Linked DNA regions of Ovis aries: region 2 is linked to region 1. The links are chromatin contacts, called in public Hi-C maps. All regions are on one chromosome and are shown on one strand. Each heading gives the region's core, a stretch centred on a gene start, on an enhancer-like site or on the middle of the called end of the contact. The rest is flanking DNA. Distances are from core to core; before and after follow the strand shown. Region 1 holds the start of PKD2L1 (polycystin 2 like 1, transient receptor potential cation channel). Region 2 holds the start of SEC31B (SEC31 homolog B, COPII coat complex component).

Region 1 (4,026 bases), core at 748-3,247:
GCACCAAAAGTAACATAGTGACTGATTTCCTTTTTATGAAATCTAGCAAGAGGAAAAACTAATGTGTACTGTGAGAAGGCAATAAAATATTCATTGAACCCCTACTCTACAGGAGGGATTGTTCTAGGAGTTGGGAACACTGATGATAAAGTGTCCCCATTCTTGCCTTCATGGAGTTTACATTCTGATGGGAGAGACAATTAACAGACATATTTAATAGCAAGTGCAGGGGAGGGGGAAAAAAAGAATAAGGGAATTTAGAGCAAATTGTTCTATGAAATGCAGAAACTTTGGAGATTCTGGGCATAATCTGTGCTCAAGAGGAGCCCAAACTCATGTCTTTTTTTTTTTTTTTAAATTACAGTTTGCTGGCCCTAATAGCCTACTGCTTCAATATTTGTGGCCTCTTTCTGGACTGGGTTCCCATTTAGCTATGACTTTTCTGGTTCCCCTTTGGGATACAAATGTGTACTCAGGACTTGCTGTCCTGGTTCCTGGGCTGGACACAAAGTAGACAATCACTACTGGGTGAGGTTCATTTCTAGGTTGCAGGTAGTTGCAAGGGACAGCCTACAGGCAGAACTCACCAGAACTGCTGAGTCTCTTCACCTGGCCTCTATCCTTTCTTGACCTCTACCAGCGGTGAGGAGGTTCTGTGCCCTTGCTCTTTCATTTTAGCCTTCAGGAGCTGGCAGCTGAACTCTCCCCCATAATTGTGCTCTTGCATTTACCTGACCTCTGACTTACAGGGATTCTTAAGAAAAGGGAGGAAAAAAAAAAAAAAGAAAAGGGAGGACAGTTCAGAGGACTTTCCCACCTCTTCCCACTGCTGAGAAGGCAAAGATTTTCCCCACCCACATGACAAGAAAGAGCATGACCCCACCCAGGCAAGCAGGTCGCTATCAGGAGAGAGAGAGATACTTCTGGGACATAGAGGTGCTTCTCAGCTTGGCATCAGCTCTTCCCCTTGTGTGAAGGCCTCTCTTCAGTGACCTGGCCTCTCCGAGCTTGGCTTTGGGTGTCCCACACTAAGCAGCCCAGTGGGAGGGCAGTAGGCTTCCATGGGAGGCCATGATCCTCCTGGAGGGGGAGTCCTTCAGGTGTTGGGGTGGGGAGAGTGGCCCAAGCCCAAAGCTTTCAGGAAGAAGCAGACTTGTGAGGCAAGTTTCCTTCTCCCTTTTTCACCTCCTATGACTGTGAGTCATTCTTGGCTACAGAACCAGCTGCCACATTGTCAGGACAGTCCCTCTGTGGACTCCACATGGCCAGGGGAAAGGTTTTGAAATGTAGGGGCTGTACGTTGCATGCTGGTGATTTTGTCGGTTTATGAGTGTCTCTCTGCTTTCTGGATCCAGGGCGAAGCCTCCAGCGTCCTTGTTCTGAAGACCCGGGAGCCCTGGGTGTTAGGATACTGGCTCCCTGTTGCTTTGTAGCTGGCCACATCACAGCATAGTAGGTTTCAGCTTTCTTTCCCTTTGTGTAGTAGGCAGTGGGGTGACACAGTGGATAACCCCGCTTGGGAAATAAGCCAACACTTGAGAATATGGAAAATAACAAGATTCCAGAACCGGTTCCTTGCGTCAGGAAGATCCCCTGAGGAGGAGATGGCATGCAGTGGCAACCCATTCCGGGATTCTTGCCTGGAGAATCCCATGCACAGAGGAGCCTGGTGGGCTGCAGTCCATGGGGCCACAAAGAGTCGCACGTGACAGCGCACGCACACATAGGCAGAGACAATACATTTCCTTGACCTAACGGCCTACCCGATGATGATAGTAATTAGGCTCATTTCCTCCCCAGTGCCTGACAGGTACCCAAGGCTTCTCTTCAGCCCCTCAGATCCTGAGATTAAAGTGTCTGCTTGCTCAAACAAGCACGTTGAGACAAGGTGTGATCCAGCCCGCCCCACGTCACTGTCCTTCCATACTGCCCATGACCTTGTGACATCAGGGCAAGAGGCCAGAGCTGTGCAGACTGTCATCACCCCCCTGACCTCAAGATTTTCCGTGGGACCTGGCAATGTGGAGAACGGCTGGAAGTCAGCACCCGCATCTGGCCTGGGGCTGTCCCTGGCCTGTTCTCTGTGCAGAGACAAGAGGTAGGACCCTCCTGGGCTACGGGCTCCTTCCTGTCTCATGGTCCAAGCTGAGTCACAGACAGCCAGGAGAGCTAGCATCAGTGAGCTCCCTTCCTCCTGCCCAGAGGAGTGGGGACCAGGCTGGTCTGCATTCTGGGCACCCACTGGCTTCTGGGGGAGATTGAGTAAAACAAGGGGTGGAGACCCTGCACTTCCATAAATATATCAGCTCTTTCATTCAATGAATATGGAGTGCCACATGGTTCCAGGCACAGTGGCAAGTGCTTAAGTCATAAGGAGATCCTGACCTTGGGCAACTCACCGTAGTAGTAGAGATCCTTATAACTCTGGATGACGGTGTTTAGCACAGGGTGCTATGGACTCCAGGGAGAGGCACATACCAGACCAGCTTGGGAGAATCAGGGGAGACTTCCTGGAGGAGGTGGCAGTGTTGAGTCTCAAGGTACCAAGGGATGGATGTGGAGAAGGGCAGTTGACAAGTTTAGAGGCCCAGAAGAGGAAGAGAGATTCAAAACTGACACTCTGCTGATTAGGACCTGAAATACGCTCCTTCAAGGACCCAGGCCAGAGAGATGGTGCAAGGTCTTGTGCTGTGTGACCCTAGTTGAGGAGAGGTTGGGGCGCTTTTCCAGCCAGCTCCCTGTTTGACTGTGTGTCTGTGTGTCTACACCATCCCCAGAGCTGTGATCTACCTCGCCGCAGCCCTCCTTCCCCAGATTTTCCCGTCAGGCCGAGAACAGCAGTGTGTAAGTGTGCATGCCTGTGTGTACGCACATACAGCCATATGCAGCTCGTGTCCCCAGTGGGGGGTTGTGGGGGAGATTTGGCGCCTCTACCAACTAATTCCTGCCTATCTCTGGGAACTGGGCCTATGTCTGCAGATCAGAGTGAATGCTACTGGGTGCAGTTAATGGGAAGAGTGTGGGACCAGGGGCTAACAGTCTGGGCATGCGAGACTTGGGGACAAAGGTCTTCTTAGGATGAGGTCCAGGCTGGTGATCTCACTGACACCCTGGGGAGGTGACACCCAGGGACAGATCATGGGACTGGGGCCAGGCTGGCAGTTTCTGTGGTGGCCTGACTTTTCACCAGGGCTCTTACCCCAGCCAGGGAAGGTATCCCCTACGTGAGCATTTCATCTGTGGTGGGCAGCAAGAAGGACAGGCCCAGGGCCTCCAATAACAAATACATGAGCTGGAAGGAAAGCCTTTCTTGCCCTGACTCTGTTCTGCGCTGAATGGAGAAGAGAGCGCCTGCCCCAGCCTTGCTTTTGTGGTCAGAGAGAGGTATACCCCGCTTGCTTCGTATAGTGGCTAAGGGGGAGTCTCACTGTCTTCCAGAATTCCAAATCAATTTTCCCTCTCTCCTACAGGTGGAAGGTTAGAGGACTTAACCATTCCATGCCCTCAGCCCCTCTCTTTTGTATCTCTCCCTCCCTCCTTGTTGTTCCCTGCAGGCCCCTACCTGAACCCAGCCCCCATGAGGCACCCTCTCCCCAGCTGATCCAGCCTCTAGCCTCCACAGGCGGTTGGCCTGCTCTCCCCTGCCCTTCCCTTTGCCCGATTGTAACCCCTTCCACAGCTGATGTCACCCCGCTTTGCACTGACACAGCAGTTGAGCTGGGTACAGCAGGGCTGCACGGGCCAGAGGGCAGCTGTCTGTGTCCCAAGTCAGGCTTCCCTCAGTGCTTCCCCCGCAGCCTCTCCCTCTGAGCCAGTGTATCCACCTGAGGACTGAGTGTTGACCGAGCCTTCACAGTGCCCAGCTGACTGTTAGTTCTGTTGTGCAGGGGTAGTGGTGGTGGGTGGGGAGCTGGTGGAGAACGCAGCCAGGCTCCAAAGCTGCCCCCGGGGAGCTCGCAGCTTTCCAAAGGGAACAGGACAAAGTACAACGGCCAGCTGGGCAGGGTGGCATCTAATGGCAGCGGG
Region 2 (4,026 bases), core at 1,066-3,565, 150 kb before region 1:
GATTAGGGAGTGGGTCTGCTGAAATGCCTTTTTTTTTTTTTTTTAATGTCTCTCTCAAGGTCTCCACTGCTTTTTTTGTCTTCATTCTCTGTCCTTTAGAACATTTGATAATTTAACAAATGTCTGTCTGCCTAATATATATGACACTGATAGGCCTTGGAGATATAAAGTTGAACAAGAAAATAATTGCCTTCAATGAGTTACCTAGAAAAGAAGACTTAGCATTTATAAGAAGGTGAAAAGAGTTTCTAAGATGTCCCAGTTGCAGGAAGAGTGTGTTTTTTGGTTTTTTTAAAATCATGTCCTACTTGAAACTAACCTTATACCTTTGGTTCAGATTTCTTTCAGAACACACACCTTGGCCTCATTCCCTCCTTTGAGGTGTTGTCTGAGGTTCAGTTTTCAATCCTGTTTCTTATCCACTGTTGTGCTGAGAAATTCACCAGTACCCTACATTCTTTTCTGCTCTGAGTTCAAAACTCCCATATCTATGTGAAAAGGAAATCTAGAGCTGTGTCACAAAGACAGGGCCCAGTCATAACCAGCTCACCATCTTGGGAGGTAGATTGGACTACAGTAGAATTCATGCATTAAAGTTTTGAATCAAAATAACTTAGATCCAAAATCTTCAGCTGCCTGTAGAACATTTTATTTGGAAATGCCATAATTCCTTCAATCAATAGATATATATGATCACAGATACCCCTGCCAACTGTTTACCTGTATCAGTCACAAGAGCCTGTTCAGCTATTACAATCCGTTAATCCAAGAGTTCATCACCTGTACCTGAATTGTTCTGTTAGCCTCCTAATTTGATTCCCTGCCTCCAGCTCTGTTCTCTCTGCAAGGGGATCCAGATCACTAGTGATATAATCTTACTGCATGTTGTTCAGTCACTAAGTTGTTTCCGACTCTCGCAACCCCTTGGGCTACAGTCTGCCAGCCTCCTCTATCCATCGTATTTTCCAGGCAAGAAAATAGTGGAGTGGGTTGCCTTTTGCTTCTCCAGGGGATCTTCCCAACTCAGGATCAAACCAGAGTCTCCTGCATTAACAGGCAGCTTTTTTACCCCTGAGCTACCACATCTACTTATAATTTTCAGTAACTCCCAATTACCTGCAGAGTGGAATTAGTATTCCACAATCTGTAATTGTGGGAATCTGGGAATTCCCAGTTCCCCAATTGTAGCCACTTTCATTCACAGTATCAGTCTGTTGGGCCCCTTTCTCCTTGTTGGGACATCACCTATCTTCTTGAAACTTCAACGTGTTAACACCTGTCTGGTCTCTGATACCTTCTGGGTAGCCCCTGGTCTCAGAGAAGGCAATGGCAACCTACCCTGGTACTCTTGCCTGGAAAATCCCATGGACGGAGGAACCTGGTAGGCTGAAGTTCATGGGGTCGTGAGGAGTTGGACAGGACTGAGCGACTTCACTTTCCCTTTTCACTTTCATGCATTGGAGAAGGCAATGGCACCCCACTCCAGTACTCTTGCCTGGAAAATCCCATGGACGGAGGGGCCTGGTGGGCTGCAGTCCATGGTGTCGCTAAGAGTCGGACACGACTGAGCGACTTAGCAGCAGCAGCCAGTGTTCTTGTCTGGAGAATCCCAGGGACGGGGGTGCCTGATGGGCTGCCGTCTATGTTGTCGCACAGAGTCGGACACGACTGAAGCGACTTAGCAGCAGCAGCAGCCCCTGGTCTACGGTACCTCGCTCTCCGCCCATCTACAGCCCTGAATTAGTTCAACCAACGTTTGGGAGCACCAGTTTTTGGTCCGCCTCACAAAGTCACTCTGCTATTAAGGCCTATGCGGGCTAAGTTGTTTCAGTCGTGTCCGATTCCTTGTGACCCTATGGACTGTAGCCCGCTGGGTGCTTCTGTCCACAGGATACTGGAGTGGGTTGCTATGCTCTTCTCCAGGGACTCTTCCCAACCCAGAGAAGGAAGCCGCGTCTCTTACGTCTTCTGCATTGGTAGGCGGGTTATCGCCAGCTCCACCTGGCCTAGATTGCTTTTCACCTTTTCAGCTAAGTGGATTCCACAGAGCGCTCCTGGAGCTAGGACCAGGTCTTTTCCGCTTAATTAGTATTTTCCCTTTTCAGAGGGAAAAGACACCAAAACTTTAACAGTCGCGGGATCTGACCCACTGCGAATCACAGGACAGGTGAGGGAAGCCCCACTAAAAGCTATATTTCCACGAGGGAACATTCTCCGCGGGTTGTCCAGGTCCTGGGCCTGGCGTCGAGCGGCGCCTGTGGGCGGCGGCGCCCGCGGCCTGGACTACTTTTGGCCCTTTGCAGCCGCCGTCGACAGCGCCCGCGGAGCTCCAAAGCCCTGAGGGAACCGGCTCCCGACTCCAGCTCTGCGGCGCCGGACCCTTGAGTTGGGCTTTCCGCGCAGGTTGGTTTTCCCCGCCTATCCCGGGGCTCCTGAGAGCAGAAGGCGCGCCGAGGAACCAGAGCGCGGTCCCTCTCGCAGGAGTGCCGGGGGGCGCTCGCCCTCGGCGGAGACCCCTGCTGGTCAGGCTCCCGCCCGGGGGCTCCGGCCGGTGTGCCTCTCAGGGGAACCCCACGATGTCCGCCCTGCTCTCGGACTGCCGCCTGCTCACTCTCCCTGCGGCGCCCGGGCCCCGCAGCCCGACGACGATCTCTCTCCAGCGCTGCCCTCGCGCCTCCCTCAGCAGCCCTGGGCCCTGACCTGTCCGGGGCCCAGAGCCGGCCGCGGGTCTGTGCGTCCCGCCCGGGCGACAACGCCCGTCGGTGCTGACGCCGGTGAGCCGCGGGGAAGGCCGACCGTCCTCCAGAGGGAGTGGACAGCTAAGGAAAGCTGGCTTTCCCCCTTCACTGCACCAGTGTGCCCAGCTCTTGGTTGCCTGATCATAGCTCTTCCCACCTTTGACGCTTCCAGGCCCCGCCATTCTGACCGTATCGGGGACCATTTTTGCCATCATGACAAGCCTATCTTCTCAATTTGTAGGCTGTCTGGGATTTAAACACTATGGAGTTTACTTTAGACTGGTATATTGGTTAAAAGCAACGGGCTCTGAAGGCTGGTTGGGGTTCACAGCTTGGCCTAGCCAGTTTTCTTTCCTGTAAAATGGAGATAGTAACTACTGACCACACGGAACCACTGTTAGAATTAAATGGGAGGTACACGTTAAGTGCACTGAGCTAATTGTAGCTCCCACTTAAGAGACTTTTCTCCAGAAACGTGAAAATGATCTTGACCAGCAGGTGGCACTGGTGACCGTATGGTATGATGTGCAATCTCGTCAGAGGAGTCCTGTTGTAGCCTCAAGTGTTTAGAGGTGTCCGGGAAGTCTTGGTTGAGTTGGCAGCCCTAAGCTTTCTTCAAGCTGGACAGTACATTTGAGATTAAGTAATAAAACTTTTGATTTTGTGACGCACAGAGTCGGACACGACTGAAGTGACTTAGCAGCAGCAGCTGCTTTGCTAGCCTGTTGGAATGGCATCTTGAGTATATGTTAGAATTGGTTTGGAAACCCGAGTTAAAATAGATGTCTGCACTCATTCATAAAATATTATCAAACACTGACTGTGCTAGACATTGTTCTGATACTAGGTATAACATGGTGAACAAAGCAGACAGCAGCAGCTTTCATGGAGTTTGCTTATTAGTGTACAACACCAACAATGTAGATGTAAATGAATATACAGTTACAAATTGCTAAGAAGCAAAAAATACTATTTTGGATTGGATGACTCACCTCCTTGAGGAGGTGAGAAGCTGAGCCCTGAAAGATGTGATAAGGAACCACTTATCCAGAGAATTAAATGAAAAGCTTTCAAGGTATAGCAAACCTAATTTACAAAGCTCTAAAGTGGGGAAAAGCCAAGAAATTAAAAGAAAAGACTAATGCAGATGGAACCCAATAAGTAAGGGGGAGAGTAGCAGCCTGGTGGGCTGCCGTCTATGGAGTCGCACAGAGTCGGACACGACTGAAGCGACGCAGCAGCAGCAGCAGCAGCAGCAAGAGAGGAAGTTGAGGTGGTAGTTGTGAGC

What was found. A called contact is a pair of places that touch in the nucleus more often than the background predicts.
Region 2: a contact with region 1 is called in a Hi-C map of tail adipose tissue, with 2.8 times the contacts expected there. The contact joins the promoter of SEC31B here to the promoter of PKD2L1 in region 1. A contact is called at or near these places in 5 of 16 Hi-C or Micro-C datasets (blood, hypothalamus, omental adipose tissue and 2 more).

Annotation. Positions count from the first base shown.
Region 1 is chr22:21,016,996-21,021,021 of ARS-UI_Ramb_v3.0, reverse strand. PKD2L1 (polycystin 2 like 1, transient receptor potential cation channel) reads left to right here and starts at 1,997. Exons shown (of 18, transcript XM_060405122.1): 1 at 1,997-2,098.
Region 2 is chr22:21,170,244-21,174,269 of ARS-UI_Ramb_v3.0, reverse strand. It overlaps SEC31B (SEC31 homolog B, COPII coat complex component), which reads left to right and starts at 2,315. Exons shown (of 24, transcript XM_060405131.1): 1 at 2,315-2,403.